Linked DNA regions of Mus musculus: region 1 is linked to region 2. Evidence: chromatin contacts called from public Hi-C data. All regions are on one chromosome and are shown on one strand. Each heading gives the region's core, a stretch centred on a gene start, on an enhancer-like site or on the middle of the called end of the contact. The rest is flanking DNA. Distances are from core to core; before and after follow the strand shown. Region 1 overlaps Tns1 (tensin 1). Region 2 has its middle 37 kb from the start of 6030407O03Rik.

Region 1 (4,853 bases), core at 929-3,428, 150 kb before region 2:
TCATGGTTTTTAGAGGGTTTCAATACATTATGACTGGGAAGGTGTAACAAATTAGTTGGAACAAATTAGTTTTTGCCAGTAGTGTTGTGCGGCAGAAGGCTATTCACATTATAGTAGGCAAAGAAGCGGAGAGCAAGGCAGAAACCAGGGGTTTAGCCTTAAAAGCCACACTCCTAGTGACCCACTCTCCCACCTTGCCTCACCAGCATGAGAATCCCCACCCCCGCTCCCAACAACCTCACAAGCTGAGAACAAGGCCAAAACACCGAGCTTGTGGGGACATTACACATCAAATAGTAACAGCATCTTGCTACCTTACTGTGGGCCAGTGGCCTTTCATGTAAGAGGAGACTGAGGCTTTGAGTGGTTAGAGGTATAGGAGAGGGATAGACATCAGAAATGGTCACACAGAGGAGTCACCCGGTGATTTTTATCACCAAGAGTAACCTGGTGGTTCTTTTACTCTTCACGAGGGCACTCTAAGTGGACAAGAGGGAGTTGTCTTAGCTCTGAGGCAGACCTTCCTATGGGAGGAGGCTGAGGGGACCCCAAGGCAAAGGAGGTACTGCTGGGTCCTCTTCAATGAGATCTCCAGAGTGTTGGGAGTGGAGACCGAGGAAGAGTTAGGCCACTCTGCACTGGTGATAAGTGTGACTTAGGGGCAGTGACAGGCTGAATGGAGAACCCTGGAGTCCTTGCTGGCTGCTCTTGACCTTGGGTAGAACAGCATGGGAGGCCTGCTCTGCCCACAGAGCAGGCATCTATTATTTCCACTCCTATGTTCTTCTGTGAGCCCAGACTCAGGGCTGGTGACTGGGAGATGGGAGTCCGGTCTGTGAGCATCTCTGGGCTGCAGGCTCGACTGTACCAGCTTCTTGTTTTCTTATCTGTTAAGCAGGGACAAGGGAAATCTTGCCTGTTGAGCTGGGCTACTGTGAAGAGCCTGGTGAATGGTGTGTGTGTGTGTGTGTGTGTGTGTGTGTGTGTGTGTGTGTGTGTGTGTAAGCTGCAACCTCCCAAACAGGGAGGCCGAAGAGGTCTGGTGGGGCCCTCGGACCTCAATGTAGGGTGCAGGGTTGGATGGGGGCTAGACAGAGTGGTAATGCACAGTGCTCCCTGCGGCTGCTTCTCTTGTCCCCCTCCCCCCTCCTCCCTAGCTCACACGTGAGGATGACGATAAAAACACACACTGCCTGACCTCAGCGTCCAGGCATGTCCCCCCCACCCCTCCACCAGCCGCCTCACATTCCTGGAGCTGAGGAGGCCAGGGCAGCCCTCCACCCTCAGAGCATCTAGCTGCCTCCTTGGTCCTGTCTGAGGCTGCTGCCTACCCTTCTGGATCTACTCAGCCAGTCTTTGCAGAGGCCTGAGTGCTAAAGGGCCCAGATCTGAAAACCAATCGTAGTAATAATAGATATGCTTATTATTTATTAAGCAACCAGGCACCAAGTTTCGCATTAACCACTTTCTATAGATCCTGTCAAGAAATTCTCGAAATACTCCCGTGAGAAAAGTTGCTATTTTTTAAAAATACTATTCCAGTTTTAGCGTGAACGGGAAAGATCCAGTGAGGAGGAAGGGTCTCTGAGGGTCTGAGAAGTACAGCTGCCTGTCCAGTACCACAGCTAAGAAGTGGGTGGTGACAGGACCTCGGCGATGCTCATGTCACATGCCTCAGCTTGACTTCAGTCTAGGTCAACCCACACTCAGGACCCACAGACCTGAGAGAAGATGCTAAGATGGGAACCAGACTCTCTTAGCCTGGTGACCCTTGGGCATTGGATGTCAGGAGAGAAGGGTGAGCTCTGTCAGGGCTGAGAGCCATGGGACATCCTTGTGGTCCCACCCCAACTGGAGCCTAGGCGAGTGTCAGGATGTGTCTGGTGCCTTTGAGTGCAAGAGAAAACACCCTTTATCAACACTTCCCCATCAGATGTAGGACACTGGGTTCTCCTGCATGCTAACTGGGCACATCTGACTAACACCTAGCACTTCTGGGAGCATCTGGGAACCAGTTCTCACACTGAGTTGGTGCCTATTTCTGGCTCTAAGCACAAATTTTCTTCCTAACTTTCAGTTCTCTTCCTGATCTTCCCCTTTCTGCTGACTTTCCCCATGTGAGTGGTAGCTTTCTAGACTCCCCCAGCCTGTATGGTCCGGTCCTTCTGTCTTTCTGTTCCTTGTCTGCCTCCCACAGGTCACTTCCTGTCTGTCATCTTTCTGAAGCCATCCTTGCTCCAGTCCCGCTCTGGGTATCTGACTCTTGCTACACTAATCTCTGGCTTGTCTGAAAGATTCCTTAGACATGGGAGAGACAAGTTCAAATTCTAGCTTTGCTGCTGCCTAGGCCCCAGCACCTCCCTCCACTAAACCTTCCCCTCTGTGAAATGGTTACAATGGCATCTTTCTTCCAGAGAGGTTTGGGGACTGGAGATGGAGAGCTGGGGCAGAGCTGCTCTGGAGAAATGGCGGTGGGGATTCTAGTTGCCTCCTCATTTTCCTTGTGGCTGCCCACCCTCTGGCCTCCTCTATGTGGCTCATGGCCCTGGGGAAGCCATATGCTTGCATGTTCAGGGTGCAGGTGAGGGCTTAGGTAGAGGTGGTCTGTTTGTGTATAGATGTCCCACATGGGGATCTCAAGAGAGTTTGTGGGTGTCCCAACGATAGCCACGCATATCTCTCTCCCCACAGAACTTGGCTGTTGCACACTGGTATCAGTGCTGTGTGTGTAAAAGGCTTGTTAATTTTCACTTATTCTGAGGGATAGGATTCGTAAACTTGTTACATGTGTAAACAATTACATGTGTGTGTGTGTGTGTGTGTGTATGTGTGTGTGTGTGAGAGAGAGAGAGAGAGAGAGAGAGAGAGAGAGAGAGAGAAAGAGAGAGAGAAAGAGAGAGTTTCTTTTGTTATTGTTGTTTTTGAAACAGGATCTCATGTACTTTTTGCATCCTTGGTCTTCCTGCCTCCACTTCCAGGGTGCTGGGATCATGGCCAGTTTATCCGGGGTTGGGGATTGAACCCAGAGGTTCATGTACGCTAGGCAAGCACTCTTCCAAGTAATATGCACCCCAGCCTCCAACTCCATTCCCCCTTTTTAAAGTGGGGGATTTAAACCATATACACATGGAGCAAGACTCTTACAACGACCCCTGGTCTCTCTGCTCAGCAACCATTGGTTTTGTGCTGTTTTTATTTCTTCTCTTCCCCAACCCTCTGCTCCCTGCATTTATTTGTTTACTTTTGGCTGGAGTGTGTTTTTAAAGCAAGCCCCAGACATGATATCATCTTTAATACTTCTGTGTGTGTTGTTAACAGATAAGGACCTTTTATTTTAACATTGTGGTAATACCATTAGCCCAGTTAACATCGTTAATAATACTTTCTTGAGATCAGCTTCTACCGGGTCTGTGTTCAATTTTCACTGATTATCTTAAAAGCGTCTTGTCTCTCTCAGTTGCTCTGGGTCAGGCAGAAGGACTTGGAAAGGATGCTTTCTGGAACCTAGGTCAGCTGCAAGGCTAACCTGTGTTATCACCTTTAACTACTTGCCAATCAATTGATGAGGTGTGATCACTTTCTTCTACAGGTCCCTAATTCCAGCTGTCCTCCAAGCCTTCCTCCCTGCAGACTCTCAAACGGTGAAATCAGGAGTCTATGTCTGGCCTTGGTTGTGCTGCCTTGAGGAGTAGGAGTGGGGGTAGAACAGCATCTTGGGGAGAGTCGGCAGGGAGGGGAAGTTCCTGCTGCTTTGGATGCTCACCCAATGAGCATCAGTCCTCGAGATGTCCATGTAAGGATGTTGCTCAGAGCATGGCCAGTGGGCAGTGGTGGAGGGGCTGGCCATGGGTCACTCAGCTCTGAGAAGCACAGCCAGCTGCTGTGCAGGGTATGGGCCTGGCTAAGGGGGGGGGATGGAGTGAGAAGCCCACCTCTGAGCTGTGTTTCCATGGTGCCCTGCTCCCCTGCAGGTTCACTGCCAGCCCTGCCCCTGCTCTCCCAGCCTGGTTGTTGCTCACATGCCAGGGAGACACTCTAGTCCTCCTTTCCCCCAGTGGGCCATCCTCAGAGCCAGGAGAGTCACCCTCCAGGGGACCCGCAGCCTGCTTCCATCCTTTCTTTTCCTTGCCTAGGACACATCTTCTTAGTACCACTAGCCAGAATGGTTTTGTTTTGGGAAACATAGGACATGAGTGTGTTCAGGTCCTCATCCCACTCCCAGGATCCTGGATAATGTTGATGAAGCTGGCATCCTTCTCTGCCCTGCTGTCCTTATCTGAGAAGTCTATAGATCCAATAACTCTGTTACCAGGAGCGGTGATTGATATTTAAGTATCTCTGTTTCTCTCACTCTTTCTCTCTCTCTCTCTCTCTCTCTCTCTCTCTCTCTCTCTCTCTCTCACACACACACACACACACACACACACACACACACAGAATTGTTCAGATTTTAGAAGAGCAGCCTCAGAATAGGGTGAGTGGTAGGGGAGACTGCTTGAGAGTCACAGGGACCCACAAATGCTCATCCATAGATCCAAGACTCCATTCTCTTCTCACTTCTCTCTCTGTCTTCTCTCTCTTAAATATTTATTTATTTATCTTATGTATACCATTGCTTTCTTCAGACATACCAGAAGAAGGCATCAGATAACATTACAGATCGTTGTGAGCCACCATGTGGTTGCTGGGAATTGAACTCAGGACCTCTTAACCACTGAGCCATCTCTCCAACCCCTCTCCTCACATCTCCTCCTTAGGTCTGGCTGGTCCCTTTGTCATCCTTAGATGGTTGCCATTTTTCCTCTTATTGATTTCTGTGCTTCTATCATCCCATTCCCGTTGTGTTCCTTGGG
Region 2 (4,707 bases), core at 952-3,451:
TAACAACTGGGAACTTCAGCATGTTTATTATGTATACTGGAGCGGGGCGGGGGGAGCACATGTTAGCTGTTGGCTAGTCTTGGTAGGAGGTTTCTGTGGGTGAGCAATCTCAGACCATAAAGGTTAGAAGTGTTTACAAACCATAGACCAGTGTGTGTGTGTGTGTGTGTGTGTGTGTGTGTGTGTGTGTGTGTCTGTGTGTCTGTGTGGTATGTATGTGTGTTTATGTGTATGTATGTGTGTGTGTCTGTATGTGTATGTGTTACTAGTAGAGGGTCTTGAGCATGACAAGCAAAACATTTTAAAAAGGCAGAGTGTGGGAAGGAGAACCCAGGAATGTGGATGTATGCGTACGGAGCACCCTAGAGGAGGGGCAGCAGCAGTGCTAAGGTTGCAGGTGGAGAGAGAGACTTTGGGGTGTGGGGCACTGCAGTTAGGAATGAGGGTCCAGGCTGGAGTGGAAACTGAGGCATAACCAGACACTATTTGGAGGGTGGCCTCCTTTCACAATGGTTTCCCTGAGCATCTGTGGGAAGGAGGGCAGGGGTGGGGATGCCTTTGAGACACAGTCGCTGTCACTGGAATAGATCTTTCTTATTGCGGTGACATCAGCAGGTGCCAGGAGGGACAGACAGGCTGTGTTTCCTAGTGCCAGGCTGCTGAGGCTAGGAACAGCAGAGCTCTGTTGCCACGGAGATAAGGGAATGAAGAGCAGGTAGGGCCTTGTAACTGTGAGGGCGATGTAATTCCAGGTGGCCTCAGAGTTCTGTGTGTGCTTGGTGGTGACACTGCCACCTGACCGCCCTTCCTCTTCTCCAGTTCCTCCTTGCCTCTCCTAACCCAGAATCCTAGACTGGATCTGGGAGGTGGTAGCTGGGCCAGGTAAGAAGATACTAGAGATGGGGTGCTGTTTTTAAAAATTAATGAATGAATGAATTGATTAATTAATCAATTCATTCATTCTTTTTTTAATCTCCATGGAGGCTTGCAACCTGTAAGAATGGCTGGCAAACTCCCACTTCCGTCCCTCCCGGCCCCAGCCCAGTCTCCGCATGCCAGCACCTCCATTTTTCATTTCCTGTCTGCTTCTCCCACGCTAGTCTCTGGGTCTGGATCCATGTTTCTCGTTCATGCGGGTCTCCCAGGCAACCTTCCTTAGTGCCCACTGGAAGAAGCATCAGTAGACCAAGCTAGCTACAGTTGCTGAGGGGGGGGAGTGGAAACCGCAGGACCGTCTCTTTCCAAGGATCTTCTGGAATGAGAAAGGATGGCTTTCAGAATGCGGAGAACATCTGGAATGATCAGACAGGGCTCAGTCTGAAGTCCTTTTCTCGTCTAGGCCCTCAAGTCCACGTTGGTTAACATTTTATAGCGTTTTCATGATCCCAAGGCGCCCTCCAGTGGCCAAATAGGAAGTTGCGGCTCTTCCAAGAGGAAGTAAAAGTGGGCAGTTGCTGAGCCAGCTTCACACCGCCCCCGCACCCCCCCCCCCCACTCAATTCCCAATTCCAACTTCAGCCTTCATGCTGGAGTCCACTGAGGTGGCAGGAGCCAGTGAGGAGCCCTGGATAGGCAGTCAATGACTGGGGGCTACTTATGGCCTCTTTACCATGAGTCTCTGGGTTGGCATCTCTGGTACTTCCTAGCCCAGCATTGCCTATAATATAAACTCACTTCCTGGATAGGCAAGGTCTGTCTGTCCATCCTCCTGCAGCCAGCCTACAGTTGGCCCTCTATGATTGAAGCTTTGGCTGGTCCACAGATCAGGGCAAGTAATTCTAGAAGGGCCATGAGGAGGTTGGGAGGGCTGGTTACCATCTCCAGGATGCACTTGGAGAATCCAGGCCTGGGATTGAGCTGCATAAGAAAACTTGACCTCGGTAGCAGCAGCTGGAAAAAAAACCCAAGACGGTACTGAGAAGCCAGCATCCTGCATCACCAGGCTCCGGAGGGTCTGTCGATGCTCTGGGTTCAAAAAGTGCACGAGTCGACAGGATGCTCAGGGAAGGAGAAGCTAAGGAGGCAGCTTGTGCAAGCTCAAGCTGATATCCACCAACCACCCAGTGGTGGCTTACTATCTAGTCACAGCAGGTTACCCTCCTTTAGAAACGCAGAGTGACTCTTTCACCTAGACTGAAAGGAACCAGTTTTCAGAGCTGCAGTGGCGTGGGAAGGGGGACAGTGCCCCCTTGTGGCAATATCTTGGTACTTCAACTCAGAAGAAGCCAGAAGATGAGATCTACTTCTGTCAGGCTCATTTGTGCACAGCATCTAGGAGCAGAGGGTAGGGCTCCCAGAGACACTGCCTTGTGACTCACTACAATAAGCGTGATTTCCTCTAGAGAGTCTTAGGGTCCAAGACAACTAATGAGAGCAGCAAAGGTCACATGCAGGTTCCTGGCATGATGCAACCCTGTGCCAGCATCCCAGGATGTGAGATGAACAGGGCATGGCCTGTGCCCTCCACCATCAATGCAGGAGTCAGAGAAGAACAACAGTGCCCTTGTCACACTGGGCATGCAATGTCCCGGCTGTTGTCATTTCTCCTTAAGTGTGGCTTCTGAACATCCCTGGGTTTTCTCCTCACCTCTATTAAGTCTTTTCTTTCAACTTATTGGTGCCACAACTGCGCTCAGGGTTATTATGCTAGAGAGGGTGAGGTGGCTAGGTGTCATATCTGGGTAGGATTTGTTTTCTTTCTTTTTTTAAAAAAGATTTTTATTAGATATTTTCTTTATTTACATTTCAAATGCTATCCCGAAAGTTCCCTATACCCTCCCCCCACCCTGCTCCCCTACCCACCCACTCCCACTTCTTGGCCCTGGCATTTCCCTGTACTGGAGCATATAAAGATTGCAAAACCTAGGGGCCTCTCTTCCCAATGATGGCCAACTAGGCCATCTTCTGCTACATATACAGCTAGAGACACGAGCTCTGGGGGTACTGGTTAGTTCATATTGTTGTTCCACCTATAGGGTTGCAGACCCCTTCAGCTCCTTGGGTAATTCTCTAGCTCCTCCATTGGGGGTCCTGTGTTCCATCCAATAGCTGACTGTGAGCATCCACTTCTGTGTATGCCAGGCACTGGCATAGCCTCCCAAGAGACAGCTATATCAGGGTCCTTTCAGCAAAATCTTGCTGGCATATGCAATAGTGTCTGAGTTTGGTGTCTGATTATGGGATGGGTCCCCGGGTGGGGTAGTCTCTGGATGGTCCATCCTTTCTTCTTAGCTTTGTCTCTGTAATTCCTTCCGTGGATATTTTGTTCCTTATTCTAAGGAAGAATGAAGTATCCACACTTTGGTCTTCCTTCTTCTTGAGTTTCATGTGTTTTGCAAATTGTATCTTGGGTATTCTAACAGTGAGTGCATATCAAGTGACTTCTTTTGTGATTGGGTTACTTCACTTAGGATGATGCCCTCCAGGTCCATCCATTTGCCCCAGAATTTCATAAATTCATTGTTTTTAATAGCTGAGCAGTACTCCATTGTGTAAATGTACCACATTTTCTGTATCCATTCCTCTGTCGAGGGACATCTGGGTTCTTTCCAGCTTCTGGCTATTATAAATAAGGCTGCCATGAACATAGTGGAGCATGTGTCCTTATTACTAGTTGGAACATCTTCTGGATATATGCCCAGGAGAGGTATTGTGGGATCTTCTGGTAGTACTATGTCCAATTTTTTGAGGAACCGCCAGACTGATTTCCAGAGTGGTTATACAAGCTTGCAATCCCACCAACAATGGAGGAGTGTTCCTCTTTCTCCATATCCTTGGCCTTTTTGTCTTATTGATTGTGTCTTTTGCCTTACAGAAACTTTGGAATTTCATGAGGTCCCATTTGTCAATTCTTGATCTTACAGCACAAGCCATTGCTGTTCTGTTTAGGAATTTTCCCCCTGTGCCCATATCTTTGAGGCTTTTCCCTACTTTCTCCTCTATAAATTTCAGTGTCTCTGGTTTTATGTGGAGTTCTTTGATCCGATTAGACTTGAGCTTTGTACAAGGAGATAAGAATGGATCAATTTGCATTCTTCTACATGATAACCGCCAGTTGTGCCAGCACCATTCATTGAAAATGTTCTTTTTTTCCACTGGATGGTTTTAGCTCCCTTGTCAAAGATCTAGTGACCATAGGTGTGTGGATTCATTTCTGGGTCTTCAATTCTATTCCATTGATCTACCTGTCTGTTGCTGTATTAGTACCATGCAGTTTTTATCACAATTGCTCTGTAGTACAGATTGAGGTCAGGCTCGGTGATTCCACCAGAGGTTCTTTTATTGTTGAGAATAGTTTTTGCTATCCTAGGTTTTTTATTATTTCAGATGAATTTGCAAATTGCCCTTTCTAACTCATTGAAGAATTGAGTTGGAATTTTGATAGGGATTGCATTGAATCTGGAGATTGCTTTCTGCAGGATAGCCATTTTGACTATATTTATCCTGCCAATCCATGAGCGTGAGAGATCTTTCTATCTTCTGAGATCCTTTTCAATTTCTTTCTTCAGAGACTTGAAGTTCTTATCATACAGATCTTTCACATCCTTAGAATTACACCATAGTATTTTATATTATTTGTAACTATTGTGAAGGGTGTTGTTTCTCTAATTTCTTTCTCAGCCTGTTTATCCTTTGTGTAAAGAAAGGCCATTGATTTGTTTGAGTTAATTTTATATCCAGCTACTGCACTGAAGCTGTTTATCAGGT

Evidence for each region. A called contact is a pair of places that touch in the nucleus more often than the background predicts.
Region 1: a Hi-C map of bone marrow-derived macrophages shows a contact between it and region 2, with 35 read pairs. The contact joins two enhancer-like sites. A contact is called at or near these places in 4 of 15 datasets of contacts at CTCF or cohesin (CD8 T cells, the NIH/3T3 cell line, embryonic stem cells and 1 more), 2 of 484 Hi-C or Micro-C datasets (bone marrow-derived macrophages and nephron progenitors) and 2 of 115 datasets of contacts at active chromatin or transcription factors (embryonic stem cells and stem cell-derived neural progenitor cells).

Annotation. Positions count from the first base shown.
Region 1 is chr1:74,050,541-74,055,393 of GRCm38.p6, reverse strand. All of the region lies in intron 3 of Tns1 (tensin 1), which reads left to right. Among named protein-coding and RNA genes, the nearest start is that of Gm39664, 22 kb to the right of the region's middle. Within about 2 kb of position 2,178, at least 57 of the 459 cell types and tissues checked have an H3K27ac peak or open chromatin away from gene starts, as enhancers often do. A contact at or near this core is called in bone marrow-derived macrophages, where this site is marked.
Region 2 is chr1:73,899,210-73,903,916 of GRCm38.p6, reverse strand. No RefSeq gene overlaps it. Among named protein-coding and RNA genes, the nearest start is that of 6030407O03Rik, 37 kb to the right of the region's middle. Within about 2 kb of position 2,201, at least 40 of the 459 cell types and tissues checked have an H3K27ac peak or open chromatin away from gene starts, as enhancers often do. A contact at or near this core is called in bone marrow-derived macrophages, where this site is marked.